Regions from separate parts of the Mus musculus genome. Here all the other regions are linked to region 4. The links are chromatin contacts, called in public HiCAR-type and promoter capture Hi-C maps. All regions are on one chromosome and are shown on one strand. Each heading gives the region's core, a stretch centred on a gene start, on an enhancer-like site or on the middle of the called end of the contact. The rest is flanking DNA. Distances are from core to core; before and after follow the strand shown. Region 1 holds the start of Mrpl10 (mitochondrial ribosomal protein L10). Region 2 holds the start of Mllt6 (myeloid/lymphoid or mixed-lineage leukemia; translocated to, 6). Region 3 holds the start of Nkiras2 (NFKB inhibitor interacting Ras-like protein 2). Region 4 holds the start of Nr1d1 (nuclear receptor subfamily 1, group D, member 1). Region 5 holds the start of Krt17 (keratin 17).

What was found. Promoter capture Hi-C pulls out the DNA fragments that hold promoters and counts their contacts. HiCAR-type assays count read pairs that join an accessible place to other places.
Region 1: a contact with region 4 is called in a promoter capture Hi-C map of pre-B cells, with 2.4 times the contacts expected there. The contact joins the promoter of Mrpl10 here to the promoter of Nr1d1 in region 4. A contact is called at or near these places in 2 of 39 promoter capture datasets (liver and pre-B cells).
Region 2: a contact with region 4 is called in a promoter capture Hi-C map of cranial neural crest. The contact joins the promoter of Mllt6 here to the promoter of Nr1d1 in region 4. A contact is called at or near these places in 1 of 39 promoter capture datasets (cranial neural crest) and 1 of 115 datasets of contacts at active chromatin or transcription factors (pancreatic cancer cells).
Region 3: a HiCAR-type map of astrocytes shows a contact between it and region 4, with 4 times the contacts expected there. The contact joins the promoter of Nkiras2 here to the promoter of Nr1d1 in region 4. A contact is called at or near these places in 2 of 39 promoter capture datasets (cranial neural crest and hippocampal neurons) and 1 of 115 datasets of contacts at active chromatin or transcription factors (astrocytes).
Region 5: a promoter capture Hi-C map of embryonic stem cells shows a contact between it and region 4, with 4 times the contacts expected there. The contact joins the promoter of Krt17 here to the promoter of Nr1d1 in region 4. A contact is called at or near these places in 1 of 39 promoter capture datasets (embryonic stem cells) and 1 of 115 datasets of contacts at active chromatin or transcription factors (embryonic stem cells).

What each region holds. Positions count from the first base shown.
Region 1 is chr11:97,038,876-97,044,507 of GRCm38.p6, reverse strand. It overlaps Mrpl10 (mitochondrial ribosomal protein L10), which reads right to left and starts at 2,926. Exons shown (of 5, transcript NM_026154.3): 1 at 2,856-2,926. The coding sequence starts at 2,907. It overlaps Lrrc46 (leucine rich repeat containing 46), which reads left to right and starts at 3,139. Exons shown (of 8, transcript NM_027026.2): 1 at 3,139-3,425; 2 at 3,536-3,641; 3 at 5,628-5,632. The coding sequence starts at 3,404.
Region 2 is chr11:97,661,987-97,668,289 of GRCm38.p6, reverse strand. Mllt6 (myeloid/lymphoid or mixed-lineage leukemia; translocated to, 6) reads right to left here and starts at 4,878. Exons shown (of 20, transcript NM_139311.2): 1 at 4,610-4,878; 2 at 3,256-3,335; 3 at 2,750-2,804; 4 at 2,451-2,560; 5 at 1,397-1,500; 6 at 1,122-1,215. The coding sequence starts at 4,718.
Region 3 is chr11:100,620,588-100,625,971 of GRCm38.p6, reverse strand. Nkiras2 (NFKB inhibitor interacting Ras-like protein 2) reads right to left here and starts at 3,017. Exons shown (of 4, transcript NM_028024.2): 1 at 2,964-3,017; 2 at 1,673-1,780; 3 at 788-1,029. The coding sequence starts at 1,766.
Region 4 is chr11:98,772,400-98,778,619 of GRCm38.p6, reverse strand. Nr1d1 (nuclear receptor subfamily 1, group D, member 1) reads left to right here and starts at 3,243. Exons shown (of 8, transcript NM_145434.4): 1 at 3,243-3,902. The coding sequence starts at 3,872. Gm31862 (a long non-coding RNA gene) reads right to left here and starts at 3,209. Exons shown (of 4, transcript XR_880204.3): 1 at 2,806-3,209; 2 at 1,523-1,981; 3 at 828-902; 4 at 1-674.
Region 5 is chr11:100,258,942-100,264,314 of GRCm38.p6, reverse strand. Krt17 (keratin 17) reads left to right here and starts at 3,286. Exons shown (of 8, transcript NM_010663.3): 1 at 3,286-3,781; 2 at 4,538-4,620; 3 at 4,986-5,142. The coding sequence starts at 3,350. It overlaps Krt42 (keratin 42), which reads left to right. Exons shown (of 8, transcript NM_212483.3): 7 at 972-1,021; 8 at 1,148-1,433. The coding sequence ends at 1,245.

The sequences.
Region 1 (5,632 bases), core at 1,677-4,176, 1.7 Mb after region 4:
ATAAGACACAGCCCCTTGGAGGACCTCGCTTGTCTTCAACCGACACCTCCACCTCCACAGAGAAAGGCACGGTTCACAGAGTTAGGCATGGCACAAAAAAATTCTCTTCTCCTCTTAGTGGGTGACCTTAGCAGAGGCTCAATCCTCTCTCTAGGTTTTTGTTACTGTTGCTTTTTGTTTGTCTTTAGACAGGATCTCATACAGCCCAGGCTGGCTTGAACTCACTGCCCACTCCACCCGTGTGCTGCCTTTAGGACTGCAGGTCTATGTCACCATGCCTGCTTTAAGCCTGCTGGGGTAAATCCAGGGCCCCATGCGCGCTGGCAAGCACTTTACCAAGTGGACCACAGATCCAGTCCTCCTCCACAGGTCCTCCTTGTGTACAGCCCTAGAATTTTAAAAGTTTTTTTTTACAAGATGAAGTATTTTAAAAGTACAAGGGAGATGGAGAACCAGGACTAGCATGCACACTGTAATTCACTCAGGAGGCTAAGGCAGAATTGCCATTAGTAAGACAACAGTCCCAGGTACAAGACCACCTCAAAAAGCAAAGCAGAGCCTAAATTAATAATCAAAGCATATGAGGAGATGATTGAGAAAACGCTTTCCTTAAATGGCCAAATAATAAATATTTTAAGTTTGGGGGTTCATATAGTTTGTCAGTCAACCCTGCTAAAAGCAGCCATAAAAGCCTGGACGTGGCTGGAGCTGGAGAGATGGCTCTGTGGTTAAGTGCACTTTTTGACTGACAGAGAACCTGGGTTCACTTCTCAGCACCCACATGATGACTCACATCCACCTGTCTGTCACTTCAGTTCCAGAGGAGCTAAAGCCCTCTTTTGACACTTGCAGGCACCAGGCAGAAATGTAATATACCTTATATGTGCAATCAAAACACACAAAATAAATTAGTAATAATAATATCCTAGGTATGGTGGAACATGCATATAAATTAGCACTCAGAAAACAGGAGGGCTGCCCCACGTTTAAGGCCAGAGTAGTCTACACATTGAGTTCTATGCCAGTCAGTGCTACACTGTGGGATAGTATTCTTTAAAATGAAGAAACAAGCTGGGCATGGCAGTGCACATCTTCACTCGTAGGGCTTCGGCGATAGAGGCATCTCTCAGTTCCAGGCTCAGGCTGGCTGGGGGTACTAAGACATAAAAAATCAACTAACCAACCAGAAACCAGTGCAGCCACAAACAATATGTAAAGCAAAGAGACCGTGCTCCAGTAAAACTATTCATAAAACAGTCATCCGGGCTGGGACTGCAACTCAGAGGTACAGAACTGGTCTACCTGCCCAGCCCGAGGTTCCATCCCTAGCAAGCAAGAAAAACAGAGCAAATGAAAGAACACCACCATGACCAACCATGCCAGTCCTCACTCAAAGCAGCAGTTCTTGAAGCACAAAGACCTCCATCAAGACACCAACATCTGCTTTGTGTGGGAGTGCACATACTTTCCTGCCTGCCCTAAACCTATAAAATTTGAAACTCGGTGGTGGGGTCCAAAAAGTTGTATTTTAATAAACTCTTCCCGTGCTAATGATGGCTTCATCCCACGGCTCTGAGGCTCCTATGACTTGAAGCAAGTAGGGGGTAAAAACACAACAACCTCACAATTCGCCCAAAGGAGTCTTTCTTCAGGTCAGATGGTGAATACCTGAAATCCGAGTTCAAGATCAGCCTCACTAATGAGACCCTGACTCAAACTGCAAAACTAAGGCCTGCGAGACGACTAATCCAGTGCAATAAATGCACTTCCCACCAACTCTGACAACCTAAACACAACCCTTGGAATCCCCCTATGATGGAGAAAAGAAAAAGAGGCACGCAAGCTGCCTTCTGACCTTTTTGTGCCCAATAGCACAAAATGATGATAATAGGAAAAGCTTGGAAGGTCCCCTCTGCACCCAAGGACATTCTTCAAAGCTCTGAGCCAACGTGACTCTTTCAACCCTAACATAAAGACCAATAGCGTCGTTTTGTAGGGAAAAGATCAGCTAGAAGACTCCAGGTAATATAGAGGATTGCCAGGGTGAGAGGTTTTATGGTTAAGGGCCACAAGAGCTGTTACGAGTGCCTTTGGGATGAGATGGGGCTGGAGAGATGGCTCAGCGGTTAAGAGCACTGACTGCTCTTCCAGAGGTCCCGAGTTCAATTCCCAGCAACCGCATGGTGGCTCACAACCATCTGTAATGAGATTTGATGCCCTCTTCTGATGTGTCTGAAGACAGCAACAGTGTACTCACTTACAGAAAGTAAATACTTCTTTAAAAAATAAAAATAATGCCTTCCTCCCAAGGTGCCTTTGCTTTGAAGCAATGAGTACAATCCTACAGTATGGTGTCAAATTTACCCATTAAATGCCTGATGCCTATTAACAGCAGACACCACAGCTGAGATGGACACAGTGAAGTTTAACAGATCAGACGAGACACGTGCATAAACAAAACTAGACTGAATTGATAAAAGTAAATTTCACCAAAGAACCTGCTCTTTATGGAGAGAGGGTAGTTGAGAGAAGACTTGAATCTGTGTTTGGGCTAAGACCTTAAGAAGGAATACATAAATTTTCTGGAAAGGACTCTCCGGGACCAGGAGTAAGAACTGAGCGAAGGGTTAGAAAAATCCAAAGCGAGGTCCTGTGATTCCCGGCTTGGGGGGAGGGGCTGTGGAAGGGATGTCACCGGCAGGTAATGACCCAGTCAAATCAGAGATCCGGCTAGTGGCAGGGTCTCCTAGAGCTGTCGACGGTCAGAGATTACGGGAAAGGTCAGAAGGAAAGGAGGGTGGCGAGGGCTAGAGAGCGCCATCCTGCGTGCAGGGAGGCCCTGGGCCACTCCTTACCCGCCCGGGGCGGGAGACCTCCACGGAGGATCCCGGCCACCGCCGCAGCCATCGCTACAGGAAGTTCCCATGCGCGCTGCGCGGAGACGGAAGTAGCTAAGGATTGTGGGGCAGCAGTAAAAAAAAAAAAAAAAAAAAAAAAAAAACAAAAACCCGGGCCCGGAAATAGTGGGCGTGGCGCCTGATAGGGCCGCTATGCGCATGCGTGGAGCTGGGCCTCTTTCTCCTCTTCCCCCCCTCCCCCCGTTCCGTCAGACCTGGCGTCCAGTCTCCTAGCAACGACGCGAGACCTCAAGGAACGGTTCTTTCTATTCCTTCTGGTCCTTTCAGTTTAAGGCCAGTAAAGCCACGCTACACACCTCTAACTCCAGATCCTTCGTTCCCATTTACTCCTATTTTCCACCGCACCCCCAATAATTCTCAGAACCCCCTGCCCTTGTCTCCTCAGTCTTCCCTCCAACCTGGGTTCAACCAGCCCAACCGTCTAAGCTTCTCTGCTCGCCTTCGTCCATCTACCTGCCTCAAGCAGCCGCTGTTTATTTTAGATCATGCCAGGAGACGAGCAGGAAGGTGAGTTGACAGAACAGTTGGGCAACAGTGAGGTCGGTCGGGTTTCCAAAAAAAAAAAAAAAAAAAAAAAAAAATGAACCCAAGGCGACAAAAGGCTCATCTTTCCCCAGCTAAGAAAGCTGCCCAGAGAACCGAGGAAGGTGTCCACATTACTGAAGCCCTTATCACCAAGCGGAACCTGACCTTCCCTGGAGATGAAGACCTGTCAGAAAAGATGTGAGTGGACAGGAGAGAAAGGGGTGATAGAAGGCGGGAACAGTGACGTCCAGGTTGCTGAGCTGTACTGACTTTGAAACTTTCTCTCCTTACTTACTCCACTTACTAATCAGTATTACTTTCCGGTTGGTTTTTTTACTTTTTTTTTTGTTTTGTTTTGTTTTGTTTTTTTCGGGACAGGGTTTCTCTGTGTAGCCCTGGCTGTCCTGGAACTCACTCTGTAGACCAGGCTGTCCTGGAAATCAGTAATCCACCTGCCAATGCCTCACAAGTGCTGGGATTAAAGGCGTGCGCCACCACCACCCAGCGGTTTTTACTTCTTGAAGACGATTTTTTTCATACATCCTCAGCTGCCTTGGAGGTCACTACCTCACCTCTTAGCAAACTTCAAAATTCTCCGCCCAGTTCCCAGTCTGGCCTTCCCATACTGCTGTTACACCATTGATTGTTATAAATGATAAATCTAATTACTCCCTGGTAGAAACTTCCTCAACAACCTACTACAGCCAGAGTAAAATCCAAATAGCATTAACCAACCTTATTTACAGCTACATTCTGCAAGTGTGCAATTCCTCATACCATGTTCTTTTTTTCTTTTCTTTCTTTTCTTTCTTTTTTTTTTCTTTGGTTGTTTTTTGTTTTTGTTTTTTTTCCGAGACAGGGTTTCTCTGTGTATCCCTGGCTGTCCTGGAACTCACTTTGTAGACCAGGCTGGCCTCGAACTCAGAAATCCGCCTGCCTCTGCCTCCCGAGTGCTGGGATTAAAGGCATGCACCACCATGCCCGGCTTCTTTTTTTTTTTTTAACATTCTTTTTTTTTATTATGTGTACAATTCATTCCAGCCTCCATGTCAGAAGAGGGCACTAGATCCCATCAAAGATAGTTATGAGCCACCATGTGGTTGCTGAGAATTGAACTCAGGACCTCTGGAAGAGCAGCCAGTGATGCTCTCAGCCTCTGAGCCCTCTCTCCAGCACTCATACCATGCATAGTCTTGCTTGGCATCGCCTGAGAGCTTGCCTTGTTAGAAATGAATTTCCACTGGGGATATAGCTCACTGGACACAACCACATAACCTAACTAACACACGCTAACAACCACAATAACCTGGCTGTGGTATAATCCTGGCCCTCAAGAGGTCGTGGCAGGAAGATCTGAAGTTCAAGCTCATTCCCCACCGCTACACAGAAAGTCTGAGGCCACCCAGGGTTACACGAAGCTCTTTGCCTTTACCAGAAAGAAAGAAGGACACCCGCTCAAACCTACTGAATTAGAATCCACATCTTACAGTACCCAAAGGATTCGCAGGCATATGCAAATTCAAGACAAGCTGGATTAGCACATGCATGCACGGCATTGTCCCCCTCCCCCTTCCGCCTCTCACTGCCTATGCATTGGTCACCTCTTCTAGGACGTTCCTGACGCCCCCAGTGTGGAGTTGGTACATGGTCCATGTACCCACTTTTGTGCCTCTGGCATCCACCTGTCATAGTTATCTTGTTGGACTCCCTAATAACGATGGCCGAGGGCCTACGTCATTTTTCCCGAGGACACTCAGTAAATTTGGAAATAATGAGCATAAGGATAGAACAAGTGATTTCTTTCCATAGCCATTAGAAAGGGAGAAAGGTTCTGCCAGGAGACATGAGTCTTTCTGCATCTATCCTCACCCCAGCCTTGCCGCCACCATCCTAGGAAAGCTGCTCTTGTTCCGAATCTCCAGGAAGCATGGACAGCCACCTAGCAGCTTTCCAGAAGGCCCCTGTCAGCTTGTGCTTGGCTTTCTCCGCGCCACCACTGGAGAGCCACGTGTCTGAGACCAGCCAGTCTCATGACTTAGACTGGTGTCACGAAGCTGTCCTTGACATCTCAAAGCCACTCAGCCCTTACCCTCTTCCTTTCCTTGAGTGAGACACGTCTCCTCTTCCCTCCCTCCCATCATCTATTGAAGACCACAGGTGTGAACCCTGTTTACTCTCCTCTAGGTTTC
Region 2 (6,303 bases), core at 3,629-6,128, 1.1 Mb after region 4:
GGCGCTCTCCAAGCTGTGGCCTGGGGCACAGAGTCCTGCCTGCACCCTGCCTCTGTAGATCATCACATTATGAGGAATCTCCAAGTCTGCTCAGCCATGAGACCCTTGGACTGAATGAAGCTCTCACCCCCGTCTGGAACTCATTCCACACCTGGTCCTCAACAGCCTCCCCTGCTGCCACCAACGGAGGCTCCTTTCCACCTTCCTGAGGGGCTTTCTGATCAAACTGTTTGCCCCAAATCCCACTCACCAACTATAAAACAAGCTATCTAACCTCGGGGAACCTTAATTTACCTATCTGTGAAATGGGGCACATGCAGCATACTTGGGGCTGAGGGAGAACCACACAAGTCATCAATGTGGCAAAAAGAAACTGTCCCAGGGGGCTGGAGAGATGGCTCAGTGGTTAAGAGCACTGACTGCTCTTCCGAAGGTCCTGAGTTCAATTCCCAGCAACCACATGGTGGCTCACAACCATCTGTAATGGGATCTGATGCCCTCTTCTGGTGTGTCTGAAGACAGCCATAGTGTACTCATATACATAAAAATCAATCAATCAATAAATCTTTAAAAAGAAAGACAGAAAAAGAAAAAAAAAGAAAAGAAACTGTCCCAGGAGCTGGGCAGTGGTGGCACACGCCTTTAATCCCAGCACTTGGGAGGCAGAGGCAGGCGGATTTCTGAGTTCGAGGCCAGCCTGGTCTACAGAGTGAGCTCCAGGACAGCCAGGGCTACACAGAGAAACCCTGTCTCACAAAAAAAAGGAGGAGGAGGAAGAGGAAGAAGAGAAGGAAGAGGAAGAGGAGGAAGAGGAGGAGGAGGAGGAAGAGGAAGAGGAAGAGGAGGAGGAGAAGCTGTCCCAGTGCTGTTACCTGCTTACTCTTCTAGAACGCCATTGCTTACAGATTCCTAGATTGACAGACATGGGGAGGGCTATCTTCTAGCCTGGACTGCTTGGTCTAGTTCTAATTTGCTGCACCCCTCAGGCTGCAACTCATTTCCTGTCACAGACAGAGTTCCTGGAAGGCAGGGACTGAGGGATGGGATCTTTCTAAGCTCTCCCAGCCCCAGGCACAGGCAAGGCCCAAGCCCCCACCCCTCTACCGGCAGGCGGGACTCACCATCTTGCTGAAGTGGTATTTGCAGTAGCCGCAGTACTTGACGTTGTCCACCTCCAGGACTTCTTCCTCACACAGCAGGCCAGCCATCTGGGCACTGAGGAGAAGTGGGTCAGAAGGGTGCAGCCACAAACAAACCACAGCAGCCCCCCACCTCCTTCCTCCTGGACCCAAGACCTAAGCATGGCGTGGCTGCCGTCTCGCACGAGACAGGAGGTAGGATGCTCCCACTCGGTGGCCACCTTGAACCTCCCAGCAGCCGGGCTCTGAGATCTCACCAGGTGACATGGAAAGCTTGTCGGCATCCGTGGCGGTTACAGGTCATGCAGGCTCCCGAGGCAGCTTTGCTCTCCCGGCCCTGTTCCTCACAGATGTAACAGGTCTGTGGGGCACAGCACAATTGACCCCTCCTCCAGGGAACCCTACCTCTCCTGCTGAGGGATCCTTTGGCCTGTCCTCAATGCCACCCTGACCCCCACCATCCAGATCAGTACTGTCCAGTAGAATTTTCTACAGGGACGGAAAGGTTCTCTAACCTATACAATCTAAGCCAGTAAACGCAATGTCACAGGACCACCAAGCACTTGAAATGCAGCTTGATGAGGCTGAGAAAATGAGGTCTAAGTATTCAATTTAAAGGTTTATCTCTTCTTATCTTAGATGTGTACTTGGCCATACGTATGTATACACGTACATATATACGTATATCACAGTGGATATCTGGTGCCCTTAATGGCCAGAAGAGGGCACCAGACTGATTCCCTGGAATTGGATGTAAACATGGTTTTGAGCTGTCATGAGGGCGCCAGGAACCAAACCTGGATTCTCTGCTAGAGCAGCAAGTGCTCTTAACCACCAAGCCATCTCTGCAGCCCGAGTATTCAATTTAATTTCCACATTCACAGGCAGTCAGCCACTGCGTTAGACAGTGCAATCCTTGGTAAAGTTTGAGAGGCCCCGATGTACCTACTGTCCCACTTGCTGGACTACATACAGACACACTGTGTCTTTTTCATAGAACCTGGGACTGGCCAGCCTTCCACAAAGTCGGTTCTTTCTCATGCCCCAGATCCCAACCTAAATGTCTCCTTCCATGACCACCAGATACCCAAGCAAGCCTCACAGGGTATCCTCTATCTCAAAGCCTGTTTACACTTCTGTCTTGATTAACGGCAAGCACTAGGTACCTGCTGTACTGTGCCTGTCATGTGTTATAAACTTAATAAAATGTGACCTATGAGCAACCCTCTGGCTGTGCTACCGAGGGAGCTCGGAGCGCAACGGTGGCACCCAGGATTGCTACCAGGAAAGGGAGGAGTGAGGGCCGCTAACCTTGTTGAAGCGATCATGAGGCACGTACTGCAGAACGATGGGCTCCATCGTGAGCACGTTGGCGAACTGCACCTCCGGGATGTAGAGGGCGCACACCACATGGGCCCAGCCTGGGGCAGTGTGGGGACTGGCCTCAGCAGGACGGCAACACAAGACCCCACGCCTCCCAACACCAAGCTGTAGACTGTCCCCTGCGTCTACAACCTTCCTGTACCAACAGGAGCAGGGAAAGCCAGCCTCCACCCCACACCTGCTGGGGGGCCTGGCTGACCTCAGCAGGCGTTCAGGGTTCCCCTCACCTCCATTGTCAGTCCTCTTCAATGCCCCATCTTTGTGCGGGCACAGCTCACACCTCTGCCAATGCAAGGAGCACAGGGATTGGGGGGATCTGCTGAGCTGGGCCCTCCCTGAACTCATCCAAAAGGCCCGAAGATAACATAAGATCTGGGTGGGGGCTGAGGCTGTAGAGCAAAGAGGCTCCTAACTGCTGAAGGCTGAATAAGGAGAACCTGCTGGTCACTACAGCGGCCCCTCAACTTCCATAGCCTTGAAAACCTTTCATAGTAAAAAGTTACAAAGCAGCACATAGACACCCCCCCCAAAAAAATCAAAGCCCCCAAGCCGGAGGTGAGGCGGGGCAGAGCTGAGTGCAGAGCTGAGGGAGAGATGGGGCTGGTGATAGGCAGCAGCAAACAGGAAATCCTGAGTGACAGAGCTTAGTCCTGCCCCAGCCTCAGGGTACCCTATTAACCTGCAGGAGATGCTCAGGTGTAGGGGAGAGGAAAGGGAGAGGGGCTGGACTCACCACCCTGGCTGCACGCTCCTGAGATTCACATTTCCTGCAGAACCAGGGTCCTGTTGGCACCTGGACGATGCCATAGCAAGCTAAGGGTGGGGGAAGGAGACTCACTGAGCAAAGCCATCAGCCAATGGTTCCCCCCCCCACAGAGTAACTGGGGGCAGGCAGGGAAGAGACCCAGCCTACTAAAGCCAGCCCAGTAGGTGGGGCTGCTCCCCAGACCCGGGATCACTCAATGGAACAGGACTACAAGAAATGTCCAACCGCATAGAGCCAGCCTTCAATCACACAACCAAGCATTTCAAACAGGGGCAAAAAGTCTGACAGAGTCCTTGACCTTAAACTTCCAAAGATCCTCCATTCTCATCCCACCCCTCTCCCTTTTTTCTGGACCTGAATTCCTCCCCCTCCCCCCCCCCCCCCCCCGCCGCCTCTGCCCTGACCAGTCCCCTAGGCACCAGAACAAGAAATAGTCATGATTGTAACACGTTTTGTTGTTATGAGGGGAGGGGGGGTGCTTCTTAAAGGGCCAGTAAGGGATAAGCCAAGGAAGTCGGGGGTTCAAGGACCTCATCTTCTGCCTCTGTCACACGTACAGGTCAAAAGTGAAAACAGAGGGCAGGTGCGGGGCAGGTACCCAGAGGAGAGTGGCGGGAAAGGCCCGCAGCCACAGCATTAAGGGTTGTCTTGGGAAGGGGGGTGGTGGTGGTTGCCTGTGCCAGACAGGCGGAGATGCCAGCCTGCGCCCTCGGCAAGATTCCTTAAGGAGTTAACTCCCGAACCATGTGCGGCGGCAGGGGGAAACTCCAAACCTCTCTCTCCTCCATTCCGGCCCCCTGTAAAACCGCTCTCCCAGCCTCAGCTCTTCCCCGGAGGGTTTCAGGATCCCTTCTCCCGTGGGACCCTTCTCCTCCCTTCCCAATTCCGCTCCTCCCAGTATCCGGAAGCGAAGGGGGATGACCCCCCCTTGACCTCTTCCTCCCGGAGCGGGAACCAAAATAAACCGGGCGGGAGGGGGGGTTACCTCGCAGGTAAACATTCCCGGGACAGCCCTGACACCGGCGGTGCGGGGCTCAGGGAGTTCACTCCTTGCGCCCTGGACTCTCCCCAAAACTCCTTCAACTTGGGGTGGGGGGCGCGGGACTGAACAATAGGCAAGAAAACAATGCCTGACCCGGTCCTGGAGGACCAGGCTGGGGATGGGGGGGAGCCCACGCCGCCTTTCGCTTCAGGTGGGTGGGGGAGGGGCAGGCGCCCCAGGAGGGCTCCGGAGGGCGCGGCCGAGGGCACCCCGTGCGCGCGCCGCCCCGGGGTCCCGCAGCTCCCCCCCCCCCGCCGGCCGTCTCCCCCCTCCCCTTACCTTGGTGGACGGCCACGCTGCACGCGTGCCCATCGCAGTAGACCAGCGGGTTTTCGGCCCAGCCCCTCTCGTCCGAACATACGCAGCAGCCTCCTACCATCTCCTTCATACTCCCATGAGCTCCCTCCGGGGCTGGGGCTGGGGGCCGGCCGGCGGGGGTCGGGGGTCAGGGGGGGAGGGAGGGAGCGGGGGCCGCGCGCCTCCTCGCCCCCTCCTCCGCCGCCGCCGCCGCCGCTTCTTTTCTTTGCCTCCTCCTTCCTCCTCCTCGGCGTCCTCCTCCTCCTCCTCGCTCGCTCTGTCTGGCCGCCCCCCCCGCCGTGCTCTCGCCCTCATGCCCCGACGGGCCCCCCCCCCCCAACAATGAGACTCGCGCGCCGCGCTCCCCTTCCGCGCCGCTCGCCGGCTACCAGAGCCGCCCGGCCGCGGTGCAAGCAGGGCCCGGCGGGGGAGGCGCCGAGTGGCACATCGCGGGCGCCCGCCCGCCCCGCGCCGCCCGCTCACGCGCCGCCCCCCCGGCCCCCCTGCCCGGCCGCGGCAGCCATGGCCGCGCGCCTCCGCTCGCTCGCTCGCTCCCGGCCCGCCCGCCGCCGGGTAAAGTCTTAGGTTCAGGGAACAAAGCCTGGCTTGGTAGGGAGCTTTTCGCTCGTGCGCTCAGTGCAGCTTTCCCCGTCTTTTCTTTTTCCCTTTATGACTCTAGGTGGGTAGTTCCCGAGTCCTCCCCTCCGTGTCACACTTTGGGTCTCCGGTCTCCCATCCCCCTTCTCTGGGTGTTCTTCAACCCTAGGGAAATCTAGGGAAGATGAAAAAAACCAGGGCTCTTAAAAAGAACTGGAGCGATGTTAAACCATTTACCCGTGCTTGTTCTTGGAATGGGAATGGTGTCTCTGGATGGCAGCTCATGGGTGCTGTCCCTGGAGGTCACTCTGGAGGGTAGACAATGCCACGTGTAAACTTTTACTTACTTTACAAATCTTTTTTGTTAGTTTGAGACAGGATCACCAGTAGCTCCGGTTAGCCTCGAACTCACCACTTAGTGAAGGATGACCTTGAACTCCCAATTCTGCCTCTGCCACCAAAGTGCTAGAGTAAAGGCGTGCACCACCACGCCCCGCACAAAAATTTGTTGAATGCTAGAGTCGGCTGCGCGCCAGAGTAGAGGTATTCCTGCCCTCCAGGAACTTCCCTTTGAAGTCTTCAATGTCAAGGTCTCTAGGCACCTTAGGGGTACAATGAGGTACCCCACCTTAATTCAAGATCTCTGTTCTAAGTCGTAACTCCACCCCTAGCCTCAGGGCGTGCCTTGCGTTTTAAAGTGAGTAAAGCTGCCTCGGAAGTGCTTGCCAACAGAATCACGCCTTGACTTCTGGGCAGGTATAGAATCACAGTAGCGTACAAAAACGCACCACGAAGGATTAAAGTCCCCGAAATTGGGTCTAGGGTTTGATGGAAAGCGACCCAAGACTTCCCCCAGACTGGTATAAGCCCAAAGACGAGATCTGATTCCCCTTTTTTCTTTGCAAGGGGAAAGACGGCGCCCCCACAGGGACCAAAGGTCAAATACCCCCTCAGCGGGAGGTTGGGTGGCAGAGGGGAGAAGGCAGCCCTGGGGGCTTCATCCACACTTCAAAGACCTCTAGGCCGGGAACGCTTCCTGGGGGGGAGGGGCAGAGGGCTCGGAGAGGAGATGGCGGGCT
Region 3 (5,384 bases), core at 1,768-4,267, 1.8 Mb before region 4:
GGGACTGTCGGCATGCAGTGGCTCAGGACCAGGTGTAGCCATCAGCTGTTTCTGGCCAACAGCTGGGGAGGATGCAGTTCCCAGAGGACTTCTGGAGGACTAGCAAGAACACAGAGCCCCAGAGAAGGAAAACTAGACCGCGCTTCATGTGCTAGGAGGGAACCTAGTAAACCAAGAAGAAGACTCAGCGATTGAGCTCTCCTATCATGTGGCCCACTACCTCTTGTGTGGGTTGAAGACCCTCTCCAATGATCTTCCCGGCCTTCTAGCTCCTAAACTACCTCTTGGCAAATGCGCACAACTGGGAATCATGCCAGCACCCTGTCTCAGTCAGGGTTTCTATTCCTGCACAAAACATCATGACCAAGAAGCAAGTTGGGGAGGAAAGGGTTGATTCAGCTTGCATTTTCCACATTGCTGTTCATCATCAAAGGAAGTCAGGACTGAAACTCAAGCAGGGCAGGAAGCAGGAGCTGATGCAGAGGCCATGGAGGGATGTTCTTTACTGGCTTGCTTCTCAGCTTGCTTTCTTATAGAACCCAAGACTACTAGCCCAGGGATGGCACCACCCACAAGGGGCCCTCCACTCTTGATCACTAATTGAGAAAATGCCCCACAGCAGGATCTTATGGAGGCATTTCCTCACCTTAAGTGCCTTTCTCTGTGCTAACTCCAGCTGTGTCAAGTTGACACACAAAACCAGCCAGTATACACCCGAAAGCATACCGAGGACCCACGCTCATGCTCTCCTACCACTGGGCTCCCAGCAGAAGTCTAGGACATGTACCTCCTTCTTGTCCTTGGACTTGTCGATCTCCTTCTTGAGCAGCTCGACGCGCTGGAACGACTCTCGGCTGTCTGTGCTGTAGACCAGGACGTAGCCATCGGTGCAGGAGAAGCAGTGCTTGGGCAGCTCGGCCCCATCCCGGAGACCCCGTGTATCATAGAAACGCACCTGCTCCCGCACCCCTCGGTCTGTCTCGATGGAGCCTACATAGATGTCCTCCTGGGTCTCGATCATCTCAGAACCTGGGTTAAAATGAGTCAAGAGAGATGGGAGATGGGAGCAAGGTAGATAGCCTAACAAGCCGACCAGACACAGGGCATAAGGAATATGGGGGCTCGGGAGAGACCAGACTTGAGAGTGAGACCGAGTGTCATGTCTTTATCACACCAAGCAAAAGGGCAACACAGAACTGGGTGTGGAGACACACACCTTGAATTGAAGCTCTTGGAGGAGGGGAGGCAGGGGCAGAGACAGGTTGATCTGTGAGAGTTCCTGGCCAACCTGGGCCGTACAGTGAGGCCCTCTCAAAGACGATAACAACAAGGCGGGCAGTAATAGAAGCAGACACCCTACATCCACCTCTGGCCAAGTGCTGTGGGGTGGGAATGGGCTTCTTCCTATCTTGGCTTTGGGTTTCTTCCTTCTAGATTTGTACAATGTCATAGAACTTGGGTGGTACAATGTTTTATTTTCCCCCTCCATTGTGGGGTTCAAACCCAAGGACTAGTACATGTTAGACCAGGGCTCTGACAGTCAGCCCTGCCTCCAGCCCTAATTGGGAGGGTGTGAAAGCAGCTGGTGTCCTTTTTAGCTTTTGGATTCAGGATGTGACCAGATCCTTCACTCAAGGTCTTCTGCCAGTCTCCCGGGCCCAGCAACACTCACCCACGACATGGTTCCCGTACAGAAGCTGCTCAAGGATTGAAGTTTTGCCCACAGATGCCTGGCCGCACACGACCACCTTGCAGCTCTTCCCCATGCTTAGCTTTCAACCTAAAAGGACAGAAGCCGTGTGGTGAGGGAAGACAGAATCCAAACAGCAGGCCAGGGAGCATCAGGGAGTTAGCACCACCCTGATGTTTACCGAACTACTGAGCAGTGAGCTGTAATTAACCTCCTTATCCCATGAGTGGCCAGGATTTGGCACACAGCCAGGGTGGGGTTAATGGCACCACAAAGGGAGGGGCTTAGAGAGTGGGGTGACAAAAACAGCTGGCCGGGTTTGTTCCTGTGCACAAGATAGGGCACCAAATACTGAAGGAAGTTCCACAAATACTCCTGTTCTTTTTGTTTGATTTTGGGGGGAGGGGGTTGTTTTGAGACAGGGTCTCATGTACCCCAAGCTGGCTCCCAGCTGATGAAATAGTTGAGGCATATGCACACCAGGCTGTTTTCTCCTTTTAACCATGACTTCCGTGAAGAAAGAAGCAGGGATTTTAGATTCTTCTTGACATCTTTTCCTCAGGGAGAGTGTGCAAATATGGAGAAAAACTTTCTTTCTTTCTTTCGGGGGGGGGGGGGCGGGGTTTCTCTGTATAGCCCTGGCTGTCCTGGAACTCACTTTGTAGACCAGGCTGGCCTCGAACTCAGAAATCTGACTGTCTCTGCCTCCTAAGTACTGGGATTAAAGGCGTGCAACCACCACTGCCCGGCATAACTTGCTTTCTTGAATGACTAATTTGGATGGCAATAAATTCCATTTAACCATTCCCAGTTGAATCCACCGGTAAAATAAAGATCTGACAAGAAACAGAATAAAGAGAAAAGTGCTTCCGAAAGATGGCTTTTACATCCCTTGAACTGACAGGCACAGAGAAAGCTCAGATTTATAAACTCTCTTGAGACTGCAGAGAGAGGTCCTTCTAAAGGGAAACTTCCTGACACAGGCACCCGGGGAGCGCCAGTAATCGCCCCTTCCTCCTCCCCCCAGAAAGCAGAGATCCAGAGGTAAGCCTCAAAGGGGTCCCAAGCAGAAACCTCTCCAGGAGAGTTTCCTGTCGCTCATCTCCACCCCGTGGTGTGAGCCTTTTAGTAAGCGACACTCGAGAGGCTGCCAGAGGCCGCCGCCACAGAGTACCCCTGAAGGGCACCCCTCAGAATCTCAGAGGCAATCACAGGACAACCAAAGTGAATCCGAGACAGAGGCCGCGCTGAGCCCTGCCTCCCAGCTCCATACCTCCCGGGTCCCCGCAGCACTCCCGCTGAGGTGCCCCCCGGAGTGGGCCGGACCATGGGAGGGGCAGCTCGACCGTAAAGACGGCCCTCTTCCTCTGGGTGGAAGGACTGACCCAGAGGTCCCGCCCCGCAACGGCCAGCCTTCAAGACAACTTCCGGCGGCGTAAAGTGAGCGCGGATCGCACAGCGCCCCCAGAGGCCGGCGGGGAAATACCCACCAGAACTTGTGTCTGGTTATTAAGCCGATGTTCCAGGCTCTGACACTAAAATGTTCTCTCTCTAAAAGACAGTGACCAGTGACGTTTCGTTCTATCATCTATGCGACAAGTTTTCTTTTTCTTTTCTTGGCTATGCTATGCTATGAATGGAACCCAGGATCGTGCACATACTAGGCAAATGCTCTTTGAGCCTCAATTTTTTTCTTTTGATTTTCAAGACAGGGTTCCTCTGTGTAGCTTTGGCTGGCCTTGAAATCACTCTGTAGACCATGATGGCTTTGAACTCACAGAGATCCACCTGCCTCTGCCTCCCGAGCGCTGAGATTAAAGGCACATGCCACCACGCTCAACTAACCATGCAATTTTTTTGAACTTAGAATGGAGGCTCACATTTGAATCCCAGCACTTGGGAGGGTGAAGTAGGGAGATTTTCTGAAGACAACATAGTCTATACAGAGACCCTGTCTCAAAAACAAACAGACAAAGAAACCAAACACCCCAGCACCTACTTTGTCTTGTTTGTGCCTTAAGTAGGGCCATATACAAAGGAAAAGCTACAAGTTAGAATGATTGAACCATAAATTCATTGTCTAGAATAATTAGCCAGCCAAAGTAACAATTAAAACCAACCATGATGAATGCTGTTATTGAAGTGGGGTGCTATGGGCATGGCAGAGGGGCATTTAACTTAGAGGTGACAGGTACCAAAGAGGAGGGAGGAAAGGGGGGTGTCTGTGTTCATGTTTGAAGGGCCGAATAGCACAGAGATTTCTGAAGCAGAGGAAATACAAGAACCATGACATTTCTTGTATCAGTCTGGGTTCTCTAGAGTCACACAACTTATGGAATGTCTCTATAAATTAAGGTGATTTACTGTAATTACTTACAGTCTGTATTCTAACTAACCCAATAGTGGGCAGCTGTGAATGAGAAGTTCAAGAATCTAGTAGTTCTCTCAGTCCCACGAGGCTCGTTGTTTCAGCTGGTCTTCTGCCTAAGCTGGAATCCTGAAGTAGTAGGTTCCAACAGATGTGCTGGCAAGTAAGTGCAAGCAAGCAAAGAAGAGTGAATCGCTCTTCTTCCAACGTCCTTATGAAGGCCTCTAGCAGAAGGTGTGTCCCAGATTAAAGGTGTGTGCCACCAGGTCTGGATCTGGAACTTGCTTTGTTGCAGGCTGACCTTACACTGAGATCTGCTTGCCTCCATCTCCTGGGATTAAATGCATGTAACTACCTTACCTGGGTTTAAGCTTTTCCTGGTCACTATTCCTCAAGATCTCCATGTCAAGATCCAGGTTAGAAACCTGTGTTCCAACCTCAAGATCTGGATCACAGGTGTGCCCTGCATTTCTGGATTGTAGTTCATTCCAGATTCGGTCAGGTTGACAAGCAGGGCTAGCTATTACACAGAGGAAATACAACAAGGTTCATGACAGTTTTGGAGCCAGGAATCCCTAGGGGCTCAGTATTGATTGCAGAGACTAGCCAAATAATGAAGATGTGTGGGAGGCCAGGGACCAAACACCACAATAGCACGCCATTGGTAAGTTTATTACAGGGAAATGACACACTCCATCCACTTTTGCAAGAAAGGTCATTCTCTCGGAAGAGCCAAGGCTTGGCAAAGATGAAACTGAGGATCAGTTAGGAGACTATTTGCAGTCTCTAAGTTTATTGTTTAAGAGTTTGGGATGAAAAGACTTGGGGGATGTGTGGTGTGGGGACAAAAAGCATTGATGACAAGGTTTCAAGCTAAGGGCAGTGGGTCTGTGTGATTTACCCCAGGTTTCATGTTGAACAGATGAACAGAAGAAATCTAACATAAGAAATTCAGGAAGGAAGAAAAAAATTGTTTCCCCCCCCCCCGTTGTTGAAAAATGGGTGAAAAATTAAATTCGTTAATTAAGGCAGTGGTTCTCAACCTGTGTGGGTCATGACTTTTTTTGGCAAACCTCTATCTCCAAAAATATTTACATTACAATTCATAAGAGTAGAAAATTTATAGCTACAAAGTAGCAACAAAAAATAATTTTACGGCTGGGGATCACCATGACAGGAGGAACCATATTAAAGGGTCACAGCATTTCAATTCACTGAGGTCCAGCTATCATTCTCTATCCAGTGGCCCAGGTAGTTTCCACTCCGTCAGTAATGATAAGGACCTACAAATAAGGTTAGGGACTTTGACACACACTTTCCTTAAGG
Region 4 (6,220 bases), core at 1,994-4,493:
CGTGTGTGTACGTGTGTGTACGTGTGTGTACGTGTGTGTGTGTGTGTGTGTGTGTGTGTGTGTGTGTGTGTGTGTTAAGCTAGAATGTCTGGCTGGCTGGTGGGAGGGGAAGGATGTTGTGTGGTTGCTGTAGTAGAGATCTTTGATGAATTGATTGATTGATTGATTGATTGAGACAAGTCTCATGCTGTCACCAAGAATCAGTGGCCTGGAACTTTAAGTAGCCCAGGCTCACTTTGAACTCATAGTAATCCCCTTGCCTCAGCTTCTCGGTTTCTTGGCTTAGAGGCATGATCAGCCACCATCCTACTGGCTATAAGGTATGTCTTGTTTTATTTTTATTTAACTTAATTTTTCCTTTATGTCTATGGGTATTTTGTCCTTGTGTATGTGTGTCTCTGGTGCCCACAGAGGCCAGAAAACTATACCAGATTGTCTGGAGCTAGAGTTACAGATGGTTGTGAGCTGCCATGTGGGTGCTGGAAATTGATCCTCTGCAAGAGCAGCCATTGCTCTTAACTGCTGAGCCAGCTCCCTAACTCCTACACCTGTTGTCTCAAGCCAAGGTTTAGGGCAAAGAGAGGTCACACATCCAGTCTTGTCCCCACCACCCTTTGACACATTTCTTTGGTGGCCCTGGTTCCCTGGTTTCTCTGCTGTTCTTCCAGAAGCTCCTGATAGAGAAAGGAATACAGTTTACAGATTAGAATTTTTTAGAGTTAAGGAAAAGCTCTACTTTTCATTTTATTCCCTGGAGAAAACACACACACACACACACACACATACCACAGAGTGGGAAGTGAGTGAGCTCATATGGGTATACCTACTTCAAATGGAGTCTCCAAAGACACTTCTTTGACTGGGTGTATAGGTAACACATCTGTAACCCCAGCACTTGGACACTTGGATGGCAGAAAGCAGGAAGATTAAAAATGCAAGGCCAGACAACAGAAGTAGACCCTGTCTCAAAAAAAAAAAAAAAAAAAAAAAAAAGCGCTCTTTGCCAGGGAGAAAAGAAGGAGCCCTATATAAAGTGGAGAGGAAACAGGAGTTCAATGTAAAGGCCCCTCCTTCCCTTCCTCCCAGCTTCTGGCTTCATACCTCACACAGACTACAAAACAACCTTGCTCATTGCCAAGAGCAGGGTCAGGCTGGATGAATTTCTGGGCTCTAGTTCCCTCTTCTCACTAGCTGTGAACTCCAGGAGGGAGTCTTGATCTCTGGCCCTTCCCTGATATGAAAACTTTCTCAGCAAGAGGACGTGGGCAGGACCACCACAGTTGCAAACAGTGCTGAGGGCCTTGGGGGGACCCAGAGCAACTAAAGAAAGCAGGGGAGTGAGCGATATTGAGAGGTAGTACTGGGACTAGGCGGGGTGGAACGTCTAGACAGCACCAAGGGACCGATTTTGGATTTTGAGCAGTCCTCAGATACCCAGGTGGGTGGGGTGGGGTGGGGGTTGCCTGGCTCTGAGCCAATCAAAGGTCTCAAAGAGCAGGCAGCCAGGGACAGAGCAGCTTACCTCCCAGCTCTCCCTCCACACAGTTGGCTGGGAGGAGGGAGAGGGAGCGGAGGCTGACTTCAAAACCAAGTTTTCCTGAAAAGCCTCTGGCCTTGTTTGTCTTAGCTCCTCCCAGTTCCTCCCATGGTGCTCTGCAGCAGCTTCCTAGCTCTGGACCTAAGGGCCAGGGCAGCGGGAGAAATGCTTGCTCCCCCTCTTTTCCAAGCCCGTTAGGCACGAGGGAACAGGGCTAAAGTCTAACCTTCAGATGATCAGTGGTTAACCCGGTCAAGATCATTGACCTTAACATTCAGCTTTCTTTCTCCTTGGTACCCCTAATTCCAGCTTTGAGGGTCTCATGTTGTTTAAGTCTCAAATCACTGAGCTCAAAGTGGTCCTCCTGGCTCAGTTTCCCCGTATGCTTTTCTCTGACTCCAAGGTAGCTTGCTTCCCAGGATTCCCAGAACTCTCTGGAGCTTCCTAAGTGCAAGTAGAGAAAGACTTAAGGTTAAAAAAAAAAAAAAAAAAGCACCCCCCCTCCATCCCCAAGTGTAGAGATTACAGAGGACTTGGAGATAGGAGCAGGGTGGCTGGGGCTTACTCGACTGCTTGAAGATACGTGTCCATCTCTCTTTACAACCCAAGCCCCAGAGAACAGACCCCTTCCCCCAGGCCTCTGTGTTTCTCACTCCTGAGATGACTGCTGCTCTGAGAGAGATGCTAAGTGCTTCATGTGCTCATTTATCCGCCATCTCAGGGACGGGACGGTCACAAGAAATAAGCAGTGAATGCCTGACCTTGAGCCAGTCCCTGAGATGGCGGTCCCTTTTCTTCTTCAGTAAGAGGAGGGAAGATCCTCACTCCCTCCTCGCTTAGTAGGAGCTTGCTTTGCAGCTCAAGTCAGCTTCAAATTCACGACAGTCCTCCTACCTCAGCCTCTCAAGGACGGTGATTGCAGGCACGAGCCACTACACCCTGCCAATTCGGGGAGTTGAGGGGTGGGAGTTAAATGATCCTCATGTTCTCCCTAAACTGTGGGCTTCTTCTGCTATCATGAAGCCCTGCAGAGAGCAGACCCCCCTCTCTCTATGAGGACCTCAGAGCACTTTCCCTTTGTTCTCCTTTTTATTTCCCAGACAAAGGGAAATGACTCACCCCAAAGTCACTTGAGTGGGCAGTGTGGTGTCATATAAGCAAACAGGGAGTCCCTAGGGATATCCCCGTGCTATGCCAGTCCTACCCGTGGGGGCTGGGGTTAGGGTGAAGAAGAGAAAGGGGTTTTATTTACACTGCTTGTCGCCCACCTTGTCACCATAGCAAAAGATGCTTAAGTTCTTGATTTAAGGGAAATCTCTCCTCCCAGCTTGTCTTTCTCCCCCTAGTCACCACTAACCTCAGGGTGAGGTCAGTTCTCCAATCACGTGAAGCTCTCACGTTTGCTAGGTTTGCAGAAAGGGCCTTTTAGCTTTGATCTTCCACGGAGCAGTAAAGCTTGCCAGGCCCTCCCCAGGAATTCACATGCCCTTGCCATACAAGGCTTTCCAAACACGCCACCCTGACTCTTCAGAAAACCCCACCCCAGTCCACTTTCAGCTCCTCCCCGCTGCCAGCAAGCACTTTTGCAAAGCAGAAAAGGAATAGGCACACTCCACCTACATTGTCAGTAGACTACAAATCCCAACAATCCTGGCGGTGCGCAGGCGCACAGATCTCAACGTGCCGGCTGCTGGAAAAGTGTGTCACTGGGGCACGAGGCGCTCCCTGGAATCACATGGTACCTGCTCCAGTGCCGCGTGCGGCCCGGGAACCCTGGGCTGCTGGCGCCTGCGCAGAGCCCTCTGTCCCAGGGAAAGGCTCGGGCAAAAGGCGGTTGAGATTGGCAGAGTGAAATATTACTGCTGAGGAAACGTAGCAGGGCACACGTCTCTCTTTGCGTCCTGGTGCCTCATTTCTCCATCACCTACTTACTTCCTGGTTGCAGCTTCTCTTCCTTTGGGACTTTTGCACCCGGAGCTCCAGATTCATTACCCTGCTTCACTGCGGAGCCTTCAGGAGTGGCATCCGGTGCACTGCAGAGACCCGACTCTCCTTGCTACCTTATAGCCAGAACTGCTGCAGGCTGATTCTTCACACACACACTCTCTGCTCTTCCCATGCAAATCAGATCTCAGGTGCCTCAGCGTCCTACCCTTCTGGAGGGCTGCAGTATAGCCACCCCAAGACCTTACTGCTCAGTGCCTGGAATCCTGATTGCGAACTGCGGGGCTCACTCGTCTCCCTCAGCCATTGCCCAGGGGGCGAGAGAGGCCATCACAACCTCCAGTTTGTGTCAAGGTCCAGTTTGAATGACCGCTTTCAGCTGGTGAAGACATGACGACCCTGGACTCCAATAACAACACAGGTACTGAGATTCTTATCTTTGCTCTGTCACTGTCTCCATTTCCATCCAAGGCTTATGAGAGGAACTTTGTAAGGGATTGGGGATTCCCTCTGGCTGGTGTTTGTTACTGTGCTAAGATGAAAGCCACTAGGTAAGATTTCTAAAGAGGGTTATTACGGCTGGGAATGTGCCTAAAACGCATCACTAGCACCCCCTGAGTTCCCCTCAGTCCGAGAACGGATGAAATGGAGGGTGGATACCAGTGGCGAGTGGAAGAGTTTAGGGAGACTCAGCATTTTGAAGCAGTCTCTGGACACGTCCCCATTTGCCCACTCCTTGCAGCTATAGTATGCCTGTCTCTTTTCCCTTTTCTACAGTTCTAGCCTACTTCCAGGTAGTCTTGGGAAGTGGGGCGATCCGGGCTGGTGGGTTTGCGTGACTGGGTCAGAGTTCACAGGGGAATCCTCAGCGGCAGTGGGGAGCTTCATTTGAGGAGTCGGGTGCTTGGGACTCATCTCCAGGCAGGGCACCCACAGCGACTTAGCCTGGGGAGGGCTCACATGGCTGCAGAGCCGGGCCCACGTGCTGCATTTGTTTTCATTCAGTAGAAGCCGTGGCCGCCATCTCATTGGTCATTGCCTCCCGGCCTCGTTACATAATGAGCTCCGCCCCTCAAGTTGCCGGAGCAACGCTTGTCGCCTTCTCTCCTCCCCTCAGTTGTCCCGGCCCAGCTTGGTTTTAGGGCCAGCCTACGACCCAGGACGCCCGGGAGGGGCGGGGCGAGGGCGGGGTTTTCCTTGCGACAGAAGGGAAGCGGAGAAGGCGGTGCTTCGAGTTCCGGGGTTCCTCGTTGGGGTGCCACGTGCGAGGGGCACACGTGGAGTGGGGACGTGAGGCCAGCTGAGGGCCAGGCTCCCGCCCCGCCCTTCTCCGCCTAGATCTGGGTGAAGCTGGGCTGACTCACCGCCCCCGCCTGGCTTCTTTTCCTCTCAGACTGCCTGGCCCTTACCCTCTATGACCGAGACTTGAGTAATATGGGGGCACCCCTGACTTGTTTGGCCTCAAGTTTATACGTCCCAGCTAAACCTCACACCAGATTATTCTTATACCCCTTTATTCTAATCATGCCTACATTCATTTTCTGCATTCAGACTCACTTTTCCATGTTCCAAAGTTTACTGTTCTCCGAGTATGACTTTGCATGCCATGAATGTCTTCTCCCCCCCAAACAGGAATACCTTAGAATCAAGGTTGACAACGTACTACTTTGTGTCGTCGCCCAGGGTTTTTTCCCCCCACTCATAGAAAGGAAAACTGAGACCAAGAGACAAGAGTTGATTTCCTCTATATTGGAAAGCTAATCGGTAGCAATACACATCTAGATGGAGAGCTAGGGTCTTTTGAGCATTGCCCATCACTTCAAAGTTGGAAGACTTTTTTTTTTAGTGACTTTCTCATGCCCTCTTTCAGGATTAACTAGGTCAAGTTCATTTAGGTCCACATAAATAACCCATCCTCCAACCCAGCCGTGAAACCATAGCCGGGTAACCATTCTGTGACTTATTTTACAGGCAGGGTTCACCCTGACCAACCTTGAGCTATTTTAAGGTTGCCCTGCCTGGTTTAGTGTGTGTCAGTGGGTGAGCAAGACATGTGCTTCTGTCGACTCGGTGGCATGGCATGTGTCACCTCACACACGTGTCTGAGGATCCTCCCCTTTCCCCACTCCACCCATGGCCGGCCAGGCTAAGTACTTGGCAGAGGTGTGGCAGACAAGTGGCCCTTCTCTTCTGTGCATACCACAGGAGCCGAATCACCTGGCCCGCAATGTAACCAGAGGGACAGAGCCGCTGGCTGAGTGGCTATAGAGCTAAAGTTACCACCGGGCTGAGAAGGAAGGGGAATTCCTAAATCCCTAGAATGGATACTTTGTTTCTCCCTTTCATCTCCTGCAACTCATCTGAGTCTTATCTGTCACATTTCTAAGTCTCTTGTGACTCATCTCTCAGAGGCCAGAGCCAGGCTGAACAGAGAGTCCTTCCCTGCAGTACTCTATGAGAATATGTCTTTGGGTTTGAAAGCAAGGTGTGACCGTTTTACGTTTGTACACCTCCATTTTCCTCGCACTAGGCTAGCTACCCATCACGCTGCAGGGTCCATCACTGGAAAGGTCTCAGTGTAGAACTAGTGGCTAGTTTTTTTTGTGTGTGTGTGTATGAATAACTGTCAGCTGTCCATCTCCTTCCCAAGTCTACCCCCCTTGTAACTAAGACCCTAGCTGCTGTCAGTACTCCCCAGGAAGCAGCTAGCTCAGGGGTTCCCATGTATGAGATGGCCAC
Region 5 (5,373 bases), core at 2,037-4,536, 1.5 Mb before region 4:
TAGATCTTGTGGGCCATGGGGAGCCATGGAGTAACATGAGGCAGAGAGATGGTCATCTAGATCTTTGGGGACTATTTGCTTTGGCTATGGAGGGAAACGCGGGCCAGCGTGGAAGTGGATGGGCAGAGGAGGCTGTGGAACAGGGAATCTGGCCGGCTGACAGAATCTCCAGAGCCAGGGGTGGGGTTGTGTAGACAGAAGAGAGGTCTTCTTAAAAACAGCAGGATGAGATGCCCATGTCTGTGTGTGTTTGAGTGCGTGTGTGCGTGTGTGCGTACGAGAGAGAGAGAGAGAGAGAGAGAGAGAGAGAGAGAGAGAGAGAGAGAGAGCATGGCTCACAGTTGCTATGCAATAAATGCTGAGGGAATATGCAAAGGAGTGGGTAACAATGACCCTGGGTTTCTGGTTTGGATGACTGATCTAGTGTGACCGGTGACATCATTAGCCAGGTCAAGGCAAGGTGCAGGGCAAATGATACTTTGATTTGGAATTGGAAATGCTTAAAAAAGTCCATGGGGAGCCAAGAGTGTCTTGGGGTCTCCATGGGAAGCCAAGGGTGTTCTGGGGTCTCCATGCTTAGCCACAATTCTAGATTTTGCTTTCCAATAATGGTGAATTTTGTCTACAGTCAAACCAGTGTCTCTTGCTTTAAAGAAAGGAGTCTTATTGGGCCCTTCAGGATATGGAAAACCCACTTGTGCAGTGTCTCCTTGTAAATCCTGCTTCAGTAGCCCACAACACAGTCACAAATGCCCTTGGCTATTTCTTTTTTCCTTCCTGGTTTGAGGAGCCTATGGGATCTGATCCTTGGCTTGTGCTGTCCTCTGTGAACTCCTAGCTGTGATTATCCAAGTTGTGGGATCTCTCTTACTCTTTTGGGGCCTCTTCAGCTGTTTATCCTTCCCAGACGTGCTCCCAGGGTCTCCTTGCTTGTGGCACCTCTGGGCTGACAGGTCCCCTTCTCCCCGCAGCCTGGCTACTCAATACTCCTCATCCCTGGCTTCGCAGCCCTCCCGAGAAGGTAAGAGTCTAATCCTGTCCTGTGTATAGGACATCGGGGGAGATTAGCGGTGCTACAGCCTAGCTGGTGGGTTGCAGGGGGGCTCCTGCCTGAGCCTCTCTGTGACCCCTCCTTTGTCATCTGTAGGCATGGTGACCAGCCGCCAGGTGCGCACCATTGTGGAGGAAGTCCAGGATGGTAAGGTGGTCTCCTCCAGAGAGCAGGTGCACCGCTCCACCCACTGAGGCCCCTGTCTGCGTATGATAGCCCAGGCCCAGGACCTTAGGCTGCAGCTCCCTGCATCTACTGCCAAGCCTGAACTCCTATGAGCTAGCTGTTGCCTTCTGTGTTTGCTTTGTGCTGCCCCTTACAGAGAGGCCCCTTGGGTTGACCCCAGAAATTGCTAATAAAGCTTTGAAGAAGTCTGATCCTTGAATTCATCATTTGTCCTGTCATTGGCTCAGGCAGCGTGGGCTCAGCAGCTGGGGAGGGTTCACCTAAGCGTCTGGTATCGCTTGTCACCTGCCTGCTTGTTCTGCCCACTCCATGCAGGCTTGGGTTGTTTTGGAAGTTAAGACGGGGAGGAGATGGAAGGATTGAGGGTGGAGGTGGGGAGCATCCTGTTTTCTAAGAATCTGCCTCTGGGGCTGGCTCCTGCTTGCTGGTCCCTGGGAGGGCCTGCAGGCTTTCTGGGTACCACACCTGTTAGAGAACACCTGTATTAAAACAAAGGGACAGGGGTCTGACTGGGAAAGGCAACTAACTTTCTTGGAGTGGTCGAGGACCTTGATGGATGAGGGGGTGGCAGCCTGGTAGTCTCAGCCCAAGAAGCTAGACCGGCTCTACCTGGCTCCCTGGGGGTGTGTGTGTGTGGGGTGGGGCGGCGGCAGCGGTGTTTGTGAGTGTGGGGGGCATCCTGTTTGCTTTGGTGGCTTGGCAGCGCCTGGGCTATTGGGGAAACCTCTCCCAGCTGCCGATGGGGGCTGTCTAGACCTGTCTGGGAGGAGGAACCCATTGGCAGTCTGAAACAAGACCTCATTCCGCCCAGCAGGCCTCCCAGGACCCTGGGACTGAGGGCTGGGCTTAGGATAGTGGGTGGGGCTAGGTGGAGCTAGGGGGTGGGGCCTGTGGCCCACCCTGGGGAATCATGCTGTGGTCTTTGTCTTGGGGAACCTGGCATGAATGGGGTGGGGTAAGAGTGTTAAGCGATATCTTTTTTTGCTTCCCTCTGGTTGGGACCTGAGCTGTTCTATCCTCTTAGGTCTATCAGGATACAGAAAAGGGTAAGGAACGTGAAAGGAAACAACTCATTCATGGTCCCTACAGACTCCCTTTCATAAGGGAGTCTCCTATGCATAGCTCTGTTTTCCCTGGAACTTTAGCTGAGCTCGTGTCTGCCCACCTGGTCCTGGAAGCTGTACTGTAGGAAGGAAGTAGAGAAAAATCTAAAAGGGAAGTCTGGGCTTCCTAAGGGACTCAGGGATGGGGACAGTTTCAGAAAACTGGCAAGAATGGGCCTTATCCCTGGGTGTTGGGACTGCTCAGAGGGGTGATTCCTGGGTCAGGGGTGATGCAGCTAGTGACGAGCAAAAGGATGTGCTATGCCAGCCCACGGCTTGAGTGAACTGGGCCTGTTTGGACATCACATTCTTTGCTAAGCTCTGATTTCCTGCCCAGGTTGGCAATTGGAGGCTTGAGGTAGTTTCTGTGTTGTGTGGTGGGCCTGGCGGGTATAGACCTAGTTCTCAAGTCAGGATGTGTACTTGGTCTTTCTGATTTCCCCAATCCCCAGATCCAGGCTTTTCACACGCGGGTAGTGGCACGATGGGAAGGAAAGACACCTCAGGTGTGTGGGGTGCCTAACTCCCTACCTCATTTCCCATCAAACTGGGGTGGCAGCTGCCTGGGAGGGCTGGGTAGAGGTGATGTCGCCAGCTCTTCTTGTCCGTATTAGGTCATGGGAAAGCGTAGCTGGAGGGCCTGCCTGAATCACAGGTGACAGGCTTGAGACCAGAGACAGACAGACCGACACACGCACATGCACACACACACACACACACACACACACACACACACACACACACACGACCATGATACCCAGGACAGGGTTTGGTGAAATGAAGCAGAGCCCAGAGGTGGGAGGGGAGGGGGCCCATAGCCACCTGGGAGCTGGCGGGTGTCCAGGGGTGATGAAAGCCCAGGGGAATGGAAACAGCGGAGAGCCTGTTGTAATCGCTACGCCCACTGGCTGCCCTATAAAGGAAGCAGGCGAGCCCCAGCGCAGCACGCATCTTGGCGCCTCTCTTCCTCCCAAGCCCTCCAGCTCCACATCCGTTGCCCGCTGCCACCATGACCACCACCATCCGCCAGTTTACCTCCTCCAGCTCTATCAAGGGCTCCTCTGGCCTGGGTGGAGGTTCATCTCGGACCTCCTGCCGACTGTCTGGCAGCCTGGGTGCAGGCTCCTGCAGGCTGGGGTCAGCTAGTGGCCTGGGTAGTGCTCTTGGGAGCAACAGTTATTCCAGCTGCTACAGCTTTGGCACTGGCAGTGGTTATGGAGGCAACTTTGGGGGTGTCGATGGGCTGCTGGCTGGAGGGGAGAAGGCCACCATGCAGAACCTCAATGACCGCCTGGCCTCCTACCTGGACAAGGTGCGTGCCCTGGAAGAGGCCAACACTGAGCTGGAGGTGAAGATCCGAGATTGGTACCAGAAGCAGGCCCCGGGGCCAGCCAGAGACTACAGCGCTTATTACCATACCATTGAGGATCTGAAGAACAAGGTAGGATTGCTGGCGGGAGGGGCATAAACCACCCACCTCCTGCCCTCATCAAGGCCTGGAGTCAACTGGGGCTGCCACAGGGTCTCTAGGTTCTAGTTTGACCCATTTCCCTTTGAAGGGGCAACTGGCTGGGCCAGGAACAAGCTGGCATTGTGAGGCTCCTTTGAGTGTCTGTTTCCTCCTGGAGCAGTCTTCGTGTCATTGATGCCTAGACTGTGAGACATCATGGTCTAGGAGGTGGAATCATGATCTAGGTGGAGGGCTGGTTCCGTAGAGTGGAGCTAGATTTGTGAGTGTCCCAGGAAGAAGGGGCTTGGGGGTTGGGTTCTGAGAGTGTGCCCCACAGCAATGCTAAGAGAGGAAGCAGGAGAGGGGTAGGGCAGTGGACTCCTGTGGGAAGGCTCTGGGGACTTTTCTTTTCTGGCTTCCTTGGCATTTCCTTTTGTCCCTAAGGATATTCCAACATTATCTAACTCCTTCCACCTTCCAGCTTGAGGCCTCTTCAGCCCTCAGGCTGAGACTGGCACCAGGAGGGTCGGCATGAGCAGACAGCACTAAGCTTCATCTCATTGGACTCCCTCCCATCAGTCCATCTCTGCCAACAAGGGCAACACTGCGTAGGGAGTGGCTGGCAGGAAAAGGGGTTTTCTCTGAAAGCAGTGAATCCCAGCCTCCAGCCAGGAAGCCTGGCTCAGAACGTGGACCTGGGTTGACCCATGCTAAACTCAATGACCTATTGCTTTGTCATCTCTCCAGATCCTTGTGGCCACCGTGGACAATGCCAGCATCCTGCTCCAGATTGACAATGCTCGTCTGGCAGCCGATGACTTCCGTACCAAGTGAGTCCCAGAGGGTTACAAGCTGAGGGGGATTCTGGGGCAGCTTCCCTTACCCTATGACTTCTCAGAGGACAGGGGAGAGGGCCTGGGAGTTATGAGCTGAGCCGTTAGTTGGATGAGCAAAGACAGCCTCTTCTGAAGGTAGCTGGGGGAGGGGGAAGCAGAGGAGGAGTCAGGAAGCCAGTGGGCATGGGGTCTTGTCTTGTGGTTGTCCCTGGGGTTAGGGTTGCAACTTGCTTCCATCCCACCCTCTGATCCTCTCTCAGTTGTTCTGGCTTTGGCAAAGGGAAGGCAGAGATGACACCAGGACAGAGACCTATGTTGTTAGAGCATCCTGGCCTGAGGTCTCTGGTTTTTCATTGCAGGTTTGAGACAGAGCAGGCTCTGCGCATGAGCGTGGAGGCCGACATCAATGGCCTGCGCCGGGTGCTGGATGAGCTGACCCTGGCCAGAGCCGACCTGGAGATGCAGATTGAGAATCTCAAGGAGGAGCTGGCCTACCTGAAGAAGAACCACGAGGAGGTGAGGAGTCAGGGTCAGCAGGTCAAAGAAGATGAGGAGTGGGTGGCAGAGCCCTGGGGTTACCTGCAGTGGAGGGCGTGGGCGAGAGGGCTTGTTGAGTTTAGTCATCCCATAGGGCTGCCCTTTTTCTTTAGAGTCTTCATTCCTGTGGTCCAGAGCTTCCACACATCCCTGCATCTTAGGGACCTGCTGGGCCTCAGAGAGGCCTTCCCTCCTCTCCCTGCCTCACTC